2 separate regions of the Zea mays genome follow, and region 2 is linked to region 1. A link is a contact called in public Hi-C data. All regions are on one chromosome and are shown on one strand. Each heading gives the region's core, a stretch centred on a gene start, on an enhancer-like site or on the middle of the called end of the contact. The rest is flanking DNA. Distances are from core to core; before and after follow the strand shown. Region 1 holds the start of LOC100274430 (putative cytochrome P450 superfamily protein). Region 2 has its middle 84 kb from the start of LOC103655927.

Region 1 (5,847 bases), core at 2,219-4,718:
CTCTGGCGGATTCTTTGCCGAGTGCTGTCAGGCAGACACTCGGTAAAGGTAACTCCTTTGCCGAGTGTCGCCTGGGACACTCGACAAAGACTCCGTCACCCGTCGCCGTAACGGCTGCTTTTCTTTGCCGAGTGCTCTCTGACACTCGGCAAACCATCGAGTGCCTGAGAAAAAGTACTCGACAAAGACGGCTTTGCCGATGCACTATATGCCGAGCCCTCTTTGCCGAGTGCGACACTCGACAAAGCGTTTGCCGAGTGTTTTTAAGGCTTTGCCGAGTGCTTCAGGCACTCGGCAAAGTTGTTGGTTCCGGTAGTGAATTTACTAAAAATAATTAATAGTTGAACTAGTAGTTAGAGTGTTTAGATGTCTTCAACTAATTTTAGCAGCTAACTATTACTCTGGTGTATTCAAACACCCCTTAGTTATCACTCTTCCTTCGGAACCATTTATGTTACAAGCGAGGCGTCGTTGGTGAGACCGTGAGAGCCATGTTATGTGTCTGTCACTATCAGGCATTTTTTAATCGTACTAATAGTGTCGCAGATTGCATGTCTCCCATAAAGTCACAATCAGCAATCAGGCTATAACTTTCTTGCGTCCGGGGTCCGGGCCTGTTTAGCTGCGTACAGGGAGAGCGCAGCCAGAAGACACGATAGACCGTGGACCTAGCTAGCTAGTAGCAAGCGTTTCTTTCTGTCAGATCGCGCTCCGATTCACCTGCCTGGGTGCAGCCAACAGCGGCCTAAAGGGATCGTGAGACCGATCCATTTGGAGCAGCGCTGCACACCAGTCGTTAAGATTCTCCCTGTCAGTAGTTGACGGCGATGAGTGCGCAGACAGGGATGGCAACCTGATGCAGTGGACGTGTACTGACGTTCCTGTTGGGTTGCTCCATGATTGAGCCCAGCCGCCCTCCTCCTGTGATCGGAAAAGCAGGAAAGGGATCGCCCGCATGATGAGCAGCCAGCCTCCGCTCTGCTGCTGCCAAAATAGGTCTATTATTATTGTTTTATTTTTGCTCGCGACAAGGACGTACGCGCGCACATTTATCCACCAACACGCTTACACGCGCGTACGCACGCTTGCATTAGGCCTATATATTTTAATAGAAATATATTATATATGCTCCTAGCATACAAGTTACTACTAACTCTTATAAAAAATATTGTACTCTGGAACGAAATAAAGAAATAGTAGAAAAAGACAACTACAGAATACATTTATTATGGAACGCACGTACGTAAGAAGGGAGTACACAATATATAATAATACATCTAGGTCTAGCTAGCTAGGCAGTACTGAAAAGGAAAGGTAACTGTCACGCTCGCTCACCATCCGGTACACTACACTACACTACCTAGCTAGACTAATAACAGGCACACATTTACTTGCAACTGCAGGTAGGTATTACATTACACACATAAGCATCGATCAAACCGGGTGCTGCTACTACGTACTGACTCCACACCAGCAGCTAGCATGCATGGTGCAACTGGGCGTTCTTTTTTTTTCTTTCTTTACACATCTCATATCGACCACGTTACGTTCTGCTACAAGGTAAGGTATTACGTAGTAGTAGAAGCTAGAAGACGATCGGTCGAGCTTTCCTCCTCTGATCCCCACCCCTGCAGGCCACGTGTCTCAGCCCCCTCAGCACACCGCGTGACGTGGCACCACCCTCGCCTCCAGCGGTGCAGCCATCTCACACGACAGCCTCAGCACTTCGGATAGGTCGACGCCGCCGCCGCGTGGCTCGTCGGACGGCGGCAGCCATTTGAACTCGTACAGCAGGGTGGCGACCCAGAATCCGACGGTAGCCACCGCGAGTGACTTGCCGGGGCAGCTCCGCCTGCCGGACCCGAAAGGCGCGAGCCGGAGATCCGAACCCATTATCGGGACGTCCTCGGCGGCAGGGCCCATGAACCTCTCGGGCCTGAACTCCATTGGCTCAGGCCACAGGCTGGGGTCATGGGTTATGGCCCACATGTTCACCATGGCGGTGGTGCCCGCGGGCACAAGGTACCCGCCTACGTGCACGTCTGAGGTGGCGAGGCGCGCCCAGGAGAGCAGTGGGCCTGGCGGGTGCAGGCGTAGCACTTCCTTGATGACCGCCTGGAGGTAGGGCAGCGAGGCCGTGTCCGACTCCGTCACGGCCTGGCCCAGCCCGACCACCCGGTCCAGCTCCTCCTGGACCTTGCTCTGCACGTCCTGGTGCAGCACCAGACGGGCCAGCACCCACTCGATCAGGACTGCCACCGTGTCCGTGCCTCGGAAGATCATCTCCTGCGAGGTGTGCGATCACAAGTTAAAGGCGCGTTCGCCTTATCGGTCTTTCTTTCTTTTCTTTTCCCTGCTGATAGTTGAAGAGCGAGCAGGGTGGGTGCAACGTGCATACGTACCCACAGAACGGCGATCATGTCGGCGTCGGAGAGCTTGTCGTCGCCCTGGAGGGAGAGCAGGACGTCCGTGAAGTCCATGACGGCGGTGTCGACGCCGCGGCCGAGGCGGGCACGGTGCTCGCCGATGATGTTGCCAACGAAGCGGTTCACCCGCGGGACGAGCGCGCAGCACCTGGCCCGGGTCTTCTGCAGGTCGAAGCGGGCGAGCCACGGGAGGTGGTCGGACCAGTTGAGCTGCCCAAGCAGGTCGTAGCCTTCGTCTACCAGGGCCTTGAGCTCCTCGGCCTCCCGGCTGTCCGCCATCAGGTCGTACCTGCGGCCGAACACCGACCACATGACGTTGTGCAGCGACGCGCGCTTCAGGAACCGGCGCGCCACGACGACGGGGGCGTGGGCCGCGGCGGTCGTCGTGGCGTCCACCATCTGGCGCGCGATGGCCGCGCGCTGCGCCGCGGAGGCCGCGATCTGGCGCGGCGAGAAGAGGTGCGCGGACGCGACGCGCCGGAGCGCGCGCCAGTAGGCGCCGTGCGGGGCAAAGCCGATGGCGCGGTGGAACAGGAGCCCGTACGCGGACTCCTTGACGGGGCGGTCGGCGAAGGCGGCGCTGGCGAGCAGCTCCCGCGCGACGTCGGGGTCGGCGGTGACCACCACCCGGGTCTCGCCAAGCGAGAACGCCATGAGGCGGCGCCTGCTGGCCTGTCTCTCGGCCGCCGCCGAGAGCTTGCGGTGCGCCAGGCCGGTCATCAGGCCCATGCTGCCGACCACCGGCAGGCCCCGGGGTCCCGGGATGGCGGCACGGACGATGCCCAGCCCGGCCCGCCTGGTCCACCAGTACCACCCCCAGGCGGGGCCGCCCGGGGACGCCCAGTGCAGGAGCGACGTGACTACGCAGGCCGCGACGAAGACCGCGGCGAAGCCGAGCAGGCGCTGAGGGTCGCCGCATTTGGCGGCCAGGGAAAGGTACAGCAGCCAGCCGCAGTCCTCTGTTGGCGGCGCCATGGCTAACTAACCTTTTTTTTTGTGTGTGTGTCGATTGGATGCACTACTACTACTACTCCCGATTCGGGACACAGGAAAGGAGGTGGTCGTTTCCTTCTCGTGTGGAAGTGGGAAGACCGGAGGCCGCCTTGTTCAAGTCTTCGGAGGACTGGAAATGGCGGCCCCTTGAATTTATAGCTGCGGCAGAGCGCAGACGTTGACGCGGTGTGTGCTTATAGCTGCTAAAAGTAGTTAACTGACCATAAACACACAAACAGGGGAGGATTTCTTTTAAGGCAAGGCAATAATGGCGGGAGCAAGCTACTATACTAATGTTTTAAGACCACTCTTAGGGCCAGTTTGAAAACAACTTTTTACCGCGGGATTTTTATTTTCCCAGGAGAATTTAGTTCATTTTCCCTTAGAAAATATGAATCCCTTGGTAAAATATAGTTCTCAAGCTAGCCCTTAATATAAAATAAACTATAAAAAAATATATATTGATCAAAGAGATATGATATTTTTTATATATTCGAAGAGAGTTTTACAAGATATAGATATGCTGGAAACTAGATAGGGAACCCTCACTAAATACGGGCTAGCAACAGTGGCACTAGACTGACGACGACGACGACGTGAAACACGTCGACGATATTTCTACCGGGCCACAGTGGTGCTTGGGGTGGTGCGATGGCCATCTAGCAAGGGGTGCACAACATGTAGGATGGCACAGAGAGACGCGTGGAGCCTGCGAGCTCTGGCAGGGCCTAAGTCGGTGTCGCCCGCACATGACCGTCGTGCCTTTAGCGTGGTTCTTCTGTTGGTAAAGAAAGTAGGTAGACGACGAAGGGCCAGGAGCACCTGATCCTGTTGTACCCGTGCACACGGGTATATGCAGTTGAATACCTACCCACACAAATACATATACCATATTTCTTAAATTTAAACTTGATTGTAGATAGTTTAGCTGTATGTACGTACGTATGTACGTACGTACGTATGTATGTATGTATGTATGTATGTATGTATGTATGTATGTATGTATGTATGTATGTATGTATGCTGGTCCGGGTGGTTCGGTAAGAGCTCACAGTATTTATTCACAAGAGCTCGTTTCATAGTAACTTGGTTAACTCGCACTAACATTTTTATAATCAAGTTTGTGGCTATTTAGTGTTTGATTTTACAGGATCACCTATTCACCCCCCTCTAGGTGCTCTCAATTGGTACCAGAGTCAAACTCTTCATCTAAGGGACTAACCGCCCGAAGAGATAGATCCTAAGGGTAAGGGGATGGTGGTCAACGACAAGGAGTCCCTCTTCAACGAACCAAGAGACGACAAGCCTACTGACTCAGGCTCGAGTCACAAGAAGAGGGATGGGAAGAAAAAGAGGCGCATCAAGAAGATCATATACTATGAAAGCGACGTTTTCTCTTCTTCACCAAGGGATGATGACGACGACGACGACTCATCCAAAAGAAAGACGGTTAATCAAAACTACTCTTTTGACTATTCTCGCATTCCTTATAATTCAAATGCGCATCTACTATCAATTCCCCTAGGAAAACCCCACACTTTGATGGAGAGGACTATTCTTTTTGGAGTCATAAAATGCGTAGTCATTTATTCTCCCTCTATCCTAGCATTTGGAAAATTGTTGAGAATGAGATGCATTTTGATAGTACTGATAATCCTGTGCTTATAAATGAACAAATTCATAAAAATGCCCAAGCTACTACTGTTTTGCTAGCATCTCTTTGCAGGGATGAGTACAATAAAGTGAGTGGCCTGGACAACTCTAAGCAAATCTAGGATACTCTCAAGATATCACATGAGGGTAATGACGCCACTATGATCACAAAGATGGAACTGGTGGAAGGCGAGCTGGGGAGGTTCGCGATGATCAGGGGAGAGGAGCCAACACAGACCTACAACAGGCTCAAAACCCTGGTCAACAAAATCCGAAGCTATGGAAGCACAAGATGGATGGATCATGACGTCGTCCGACTCATGCTGAGGTCATTTACAGTAATTGACCCTCATCTTGTGAATCTTATTCGTGAAAACCCCAGGTACACCAAGATGACGCCCGAGGAAATACTCGGAAAATACGTGAGCGGGCGTATGATGGTGAAAGAAGCTCGATACGTGGACGATGCATTGAACGGTCCACTGCCCGTCTATGAGCCACAGTCTGTTGCTCTCAAAGCAACTAGCAGCAGGGAGGCGCTACCAAGCAAGGTGGCACAAGTGGAGGTTGTCGGGCTCAATGAAGATGAGATGACACTCATCATTAAGCGCTTCAAGACCGTGCTAAAAGGACGTAAGGAGTACCCCAACAAAAACAAGTCAAGAAGAAAACGCTCCTACTTCAAATGCGGTAAGACTGGTCATTTTATAGCTCAATGCCCCGATAACGATAATGACCAGGCACAAGACAAGCACGTGAAGAGGGAGAAAAAGAA
Region 2 (5,847 bases), core at 1,726-4,225, 120 kb after region 1:
TTGGGTTCAAAGTCACGTGCTCGCAAGTCGGGAATTTTTAGTCACTTGCATTCACCCCCCTCTGGTCGTCTCACCGGTCCTACAGAAGAACTTCAGACTCTTGTCACCATTACTAGGTGACTGATCTTCCTTTGTACGAAGGTCTTTGGGAGCATTTTTTACTTTCACTACACTTGAAGGTGCAACCACAAAATTACATTTAGAAAACTTGAGAGAGGTTTTTTCACCTCTTTAGTTCATTGAGGCGAAGGTCGGGATGAACAATAAAAAATGTAAAAGAATGTGTAAAAGTCTTTCGATTTTACGGCAACTTTGGGTTCTTGAGCCAACCCCTCTAGCCTCGATATATATGCTTTGACTCAAGAATAGCGCTATTTACTATTTGAGATTTGGAAGGCTCCTTCCTGTCCTATTGGTGCAGGTCCTGCATTGGAAATTGAGGATGACCCATAGGTACTTTCTCATATGGTCAGGGACGTAGGATAAATGGAGTAGCTCCCCAATGGCTAGGCGAAGGACTCGTTGAAGCAATGGAGGCTAAAGGTTGTGGCTTTGGCTCCTGATGGTAGATGTGTTGTGGAATGTATAGTGAAAAATATGATGATGTGTGAAGGATCTCTTTGGTTGACTTATCTACACTTTTGCTTTTGAATTGTTACCTGATAGGTCTTCATAGTGTGGCCCTGATAGGTCTTTTGAAACACAATACAACTTTCATAGTTATGAGTTGAATCATCCTTCAACGCTTTGACCCCTCGTCCTCCTCTTGGAGGTAATGGTCTAAAATTCATTGCGAAAATTCAACTTGCACCCCTAGTGCTTGGGATGTGTCTTGAGGTTGATTCTGGTGCCCTTGAAGTTGGATGGATTTGTCACAGAACCTCCCAAGGCATTAGGCCCACCTACAGATGTCCTTGTCCTAAGGACCTCAAACAGTCATGCAGGTGCGCGCAATCACTCGGCAAGTTCATTATCTGTATCTTCATCATATCGCCCAAGAGCGCTTCACCCATCATGTAGACATTACACATAATCAGAGTAAAGAATAAGCGGAAAGGATTACAATACAATAATTTACATTCATATAAAATATAGAGAGAGTATTTATTACATAACGGGTGTTCAAGTGCAGCACTTAATATTACATAACTAGGAGGCAAAACATCCTCTCGTCAACAAGTTTACTGATTTTCCTTGTGCTTTGGCACCACCTTTGAGCAGAAACAACAAAACTCGGTTGTTTCATCACCTACAACAACATGGGTTCGAAGACCCTGAGTATGGACTGTACTTTCGCAAGTCTTACCCGACAAAGGAAAAAGACTTCTCAAGGATATGCTGGCTTGTGGGATTCAAGGTAAAGCTGATCAAGAATCAAAGACTCTGTTTGTAGAAAAGCTTACTAACAGTGGATCCTTAAAAATCCAGTTTTATTATCAGGTTAAGTCATTACCTGTATCTAGAGTTCTTTCTATCCTAGTTCAGGCACTTAGCCTACACTAGCCATCTTTTATCACCCCTTAAGTTTACTGGATTGCTACGTGTAAGTCAGTGACCAAGTCTTCATGTCCGAGAAGTAACGGCGATCCGAATCGATTAATACCCAGCTGGGGATCTCCAGCCACACGACATATGTAGCACTTAACCCTTGTATATGTCAACTTACCATCAGGTTTCTCAAGACCAGAACGGGTTCACGCCACTCGAGAGCACAGATACACCACAGTCCAGCCTCTTGCCACGGAGGGTACACGCTACTCTCACCATCTCTCCACTTCCATTGCGTGGTGGCCTTTCAGGTATTGGTCTGACCGAGGCAAAGCTTACCCATGACGAGGCATGTGGCCAGTTAAAAGGTCCTCGATCATCAAGCCTACATCGGTTTGGTCCTTAATCGACTCAGACAGAGACACTACACCGAGACTTCCTTCTCGTGCAAGTCACCCGCTCGGTCTCATCTTTATCATTTGCAACCCAAAGTTTGGTACCTGACAGAGGTACATCTTTTCATATGTTGAACCCATCATGGCCATGATGGATTCACCATCAAGTCTTTTCTTTGAAAACTTCCCATTCCATATGAAGCATCATCTTTTGATTAAAACAAAACATTTTGTTTTCTAAAGCAAAGCTAAGCATCAGAAAACTTTAAGTAAAACAGGTATCAAGGAATGGTAATCAGTTCCAAGGATGGAAATGCAGCAATTGTTTAGCACACAACTCCTATCATCACCTAATGCATCATCTCAAGTGATAAAGAGTTTAAAACATCAAGGAAAGGGGTAAATGCACTGGGGCTTGCCTTGTGTTGCAGGAGGTTCTGGGTCTGTCCCACAGAAGTCAAAATAGAAGTTGTTCTCAACTGGGGGATCCTCAGCTTGTGGGACAACTTCTTCTTTGACTACAGCTTCTTCTTCGTTTTCTATACATATACATGAATGCTTATGTGATGCTATGAATATGCAGGTATGTAATAGAAACATACTAGGTTGTATCTTGAATACAACTTTCCTTCACGGTACACACTAGTGACTAGGGTTTCCTGAGTTAGTATTCTATCAGTACTAGGCAATTAAACCCTAGGAGGCTAGCTTATTGGGTTTGAGACCAAACAATGTCCAAATCACTTCAAACTCCACCCAAGGGCTTTAATCATCAAACTAAGCTTACCCAAAAAGTTGTATTATTTTTGGAGCTACCAAATTAATTCTAAAATTCTAAAAGACTGGATTTATGCATATTTAAATTCTAAATAAATCCAGGTTTGGACTAAAAATCTTGGAACTATTTTTATTAAATACTAGATGAATTTAGGAGTTTAGAAAAATTGGTCCTATAATTTTACCATTTTTTTAAAATTTCCTACAATTTTCCATGTCTGGCAGAAAAAGGAAAAAGGAAAATTATGAATAGTACCGAGCTGATTCTGGCCCAAACCGAGCCACAACCAGGAAAAGTGCGCCCGCGCGCGCGCCTTTGTTGGCAATTTTGCGTAGGACCCTCGGTGATTTGAAAAACCGGTAAAGAGCCTGTGACATTGTTTCTCTGTCTCGCTGACATTTGTGGATAAAACCTAGAGTTTCTGTTCCTTCTCCAACTCAATCCCCGGCGACGGCGCGCTCACCCGCCGGCCATCTCTCACGAGAAATCGCCCCAAATGGTGATGCCTGATGAAACCGAGCACTCGATAGAAATCCCCGAACCCAGGCGAGCCTAGGCAATGCTCTAATCGAGCTCATCCGGCCCTGGATTCTCCTATCTACGACGACGACAAAAACCGAGGGCGGGCCAAGCCGTTCCCGACGATGAGGCGCGGTAGCGTTCGAATTCTAAGTATGGGGAGCATCGTCACACCGAAAGGAAGCTAGAACAGATCGTAATTGGGCTAGAACTACCTTCGGCGACACTGACCACGGAAGAGCTCTCCTCGGCGACCAGTTTGGCTGATTTGGGGCAAAACCAAAATTCGCGGTCCACAGTGGCTAATCGGAGGCGAGAGTTGGTGTTCGGGTTTCGTAATAAGCTAACGAAGCTGGTTGTGCACTTAATTTATAGTATCCGTAAGCGGTGGCTCCAAATTTGGAAAAAAGAAGTTGGTGGCCGGAGAGGGGGAGTGAGTCACCGACGCGAAACTACTGTGACGTTCACCGGGGCAATGTCTCAGGCGATAGACGAGCTATCCACGACGGTCCACTGTGACGTGGTAACACTCCCGAATACGTGGCGTCTAGGCGGTAAGCGGCGAACTCTGGCGATGGTCATCTCGACCAGTCACGGGGCAAGTGGGTATGGCGGCCAGCTCACAGCCCCATCCGCGGTCAAGATCTTTCACCCGCCACGGTTATCCACTTCACACCGGCACGAATCACGGCGGCCGGCGTGAATCGCGACGCCAGCTCACCGGCGGTGACAGATTCACTGAATCAGTGATCTGGTTCAGTTACTGTACCATCAGAATCACATTCAGCTTGTTCTGACAGAGCAAGTTTAGGAGCTCTTTTCACAAACTTTTATGTACTAACCTACTAATTTGTTTGTAGCAAAGTTGATCCCCTACATACTAGCTTTGATTTTGTTATAGCAACCTCGATCAAACATCCACTGGATCTTATTCAAAATTGCTCTCAAAGTTTGTCCCAGTTCACTGTCAGTCGAAATTTCAGCTTCAGGGTGACTGACAGCCTAATTTTAGGTCCATTTATCTCCCATTTTCATACAGCACCAATGCTCAGTCACTTAATCAAACTTGTACCCCTATGCTACCTCTACAAACTTGTTGTAGTGACCTAGGGCAAAATCTTCATGGATTAAGAAACACAAGGTTCCAAAGTCAACTTAAACACACTAATTTCAGAGTTAGCCATATGGGTGTCCTTGTGACTTTTTCACAAATTAGTCCAATTTGTTCCACATTACATGAAAATCCTCTAATGTAAAAGTTGTTTAGTTTTTGATACTTTACCACTTTGATATATGCATTTTGGTCCAAAAGTGTATAGAAATTGAAATCATCCCATAGGGCATAAATTAGGGTTTTCTAGGGTTCCTCTTAGGGTTTTGAGTGCTCTAGGTTTTTTGTGCCACTCAAATCCATAAATTTTAGTTTCTTATGAGCATAACTTTTAAGGTAATACTCAATTTGGCCTCACATACACCCAAGTACCCTACTCTAGGGTTAACAAGCACTTCAAGACACCACATCACACTTGTTTTGAAGTTTTAGCCTAGTGGATGCATTCTAGGTGTAACAAACATAATGACATGTCAATGCATATGATGTCATGCTCAAATTTTAGTTCTGGTCACACCAGGGGTGTTACATGATTTGTCTTCGTTTTGGCCCGAGTTCTGGTTGTTTTGAACATGTCTGGGATGAAACCTCCCTCTTAAGCCTCTTGCTACCTCTGCATATTTCTGTGCCTCTTGTATGAATTGACAAAAATCATTGTCTGCTCTGATGTACTCATCCATCTTTTGCAACAACTTCTCTAGAGAGTTAGGAGGTTTCTTGGCAAAGTATTATGCTGCTGGATCTGGATGAAGCCCTTGATCATTGCTTCAATGACAATGTCATTTGGCACACTTCGAGGTATTCATCTTGCTCTTAGGAACATTGAAATAGGGCTTGAGAGGTTATGGGCTTAGTTTGAAAGCCTCGAAAGCTTATCAGGAGAAGGTCCTTGAGTTTATGCCATGACGAGATAGATCCTGGTCGAAGAGAAGAGTACCATGTTTGTGCTACATTTTTTTACTGTCATGATGAAGGACTTTGCCATAATTGCTAAGTTACCACCATATGAGGATTTGGTATCTTCGCAACTCATAACAAACTCTTCATATCTATTAAGCCATCATACATTGGAAGCTGAGGTGGCCTATATAGTGGTGGCTATGGTGTAGCTTTGTAACACCCTGAATTTGGGGGTATAAATTTCTATGCTCCTATCCAAAAATTCAGGTGTTACTCCTCTTCTCTCTCCTCTATTAACCCATTTCTTTTCCCTTAAGAAAGAGAGTCACTGTTTTAGTTAGAGATGTATCTATTTTCTAGTAGACAAAACCCTGAGTAGGAAATGTTGCTGTTCGGGGCCTTCCTCTTCCGAAGGTCCTCAAAAACACGACTAACCATTTGTTTCTAGCATAATGTTGATTATTACAAGAGCTTCGTCACAAACAAAGATTCATGATGGGAGTCTTCTCCACCACCGAAGGTCTTCAATACGAAGACATAGCCCGAAAATGACAACAATGAACGTCGAAGCTATAGCCGAAGAGTAACAGCTTCAGCTTAAAGCGGTGTCGAAGATCAAACATGATGCTGAACCAAAGAGCAAAAGACTAGCTAGT

Evidence for each region. Hi-C and Micro-C count contacts between places; a contact is called where the count stands out from the background.
Region 2: a contact with region 1 is called in a Hi-C map of leaf, with 4 times the contacts expected there. The contact joins the enhancer-like site here to the promoter of LOC100274430 in region 1. A contact is called at or near these places in 6 of 25 Hi-C or Micro-C datasets (bundle sheath, ear, leaf and 1 more).

The regions. Positions count from the first base shown.
Region 1 is chr4:222,596,143-222,601,989 of Zm-B73-REFERENCE-NAM-5.0, forward strand. LOC100274430 (putative cytochrome P450 superfamily protein) reads right to left here and starts at 3,469. Exons shown (of 2, transcript NM_001148789.1): 1 at 2,403-3,469; 2 at 1,196-2,286. The coding sequence starts at 3,401. The coding sequence ends at 1,654.
Region 2 is chr4:222,713,221-222,719,067 of Zm-B73-REFERENCE-NAM-5.0, forward strand. No RefSeq gene overlaps it. Among protein-coding and RNA genes, the nearest start is that of LOC103655927, 84 kb to the right of the region's middle. Within about 2 kb of position 2,976, at least 12 of the 20 cell types and tissues checked have an H3K27ac peak or open chromatin away from gene starts, as enhancers often do. A contact at or near this core is called in bundle sheath, ear and leaf, where this site is marked.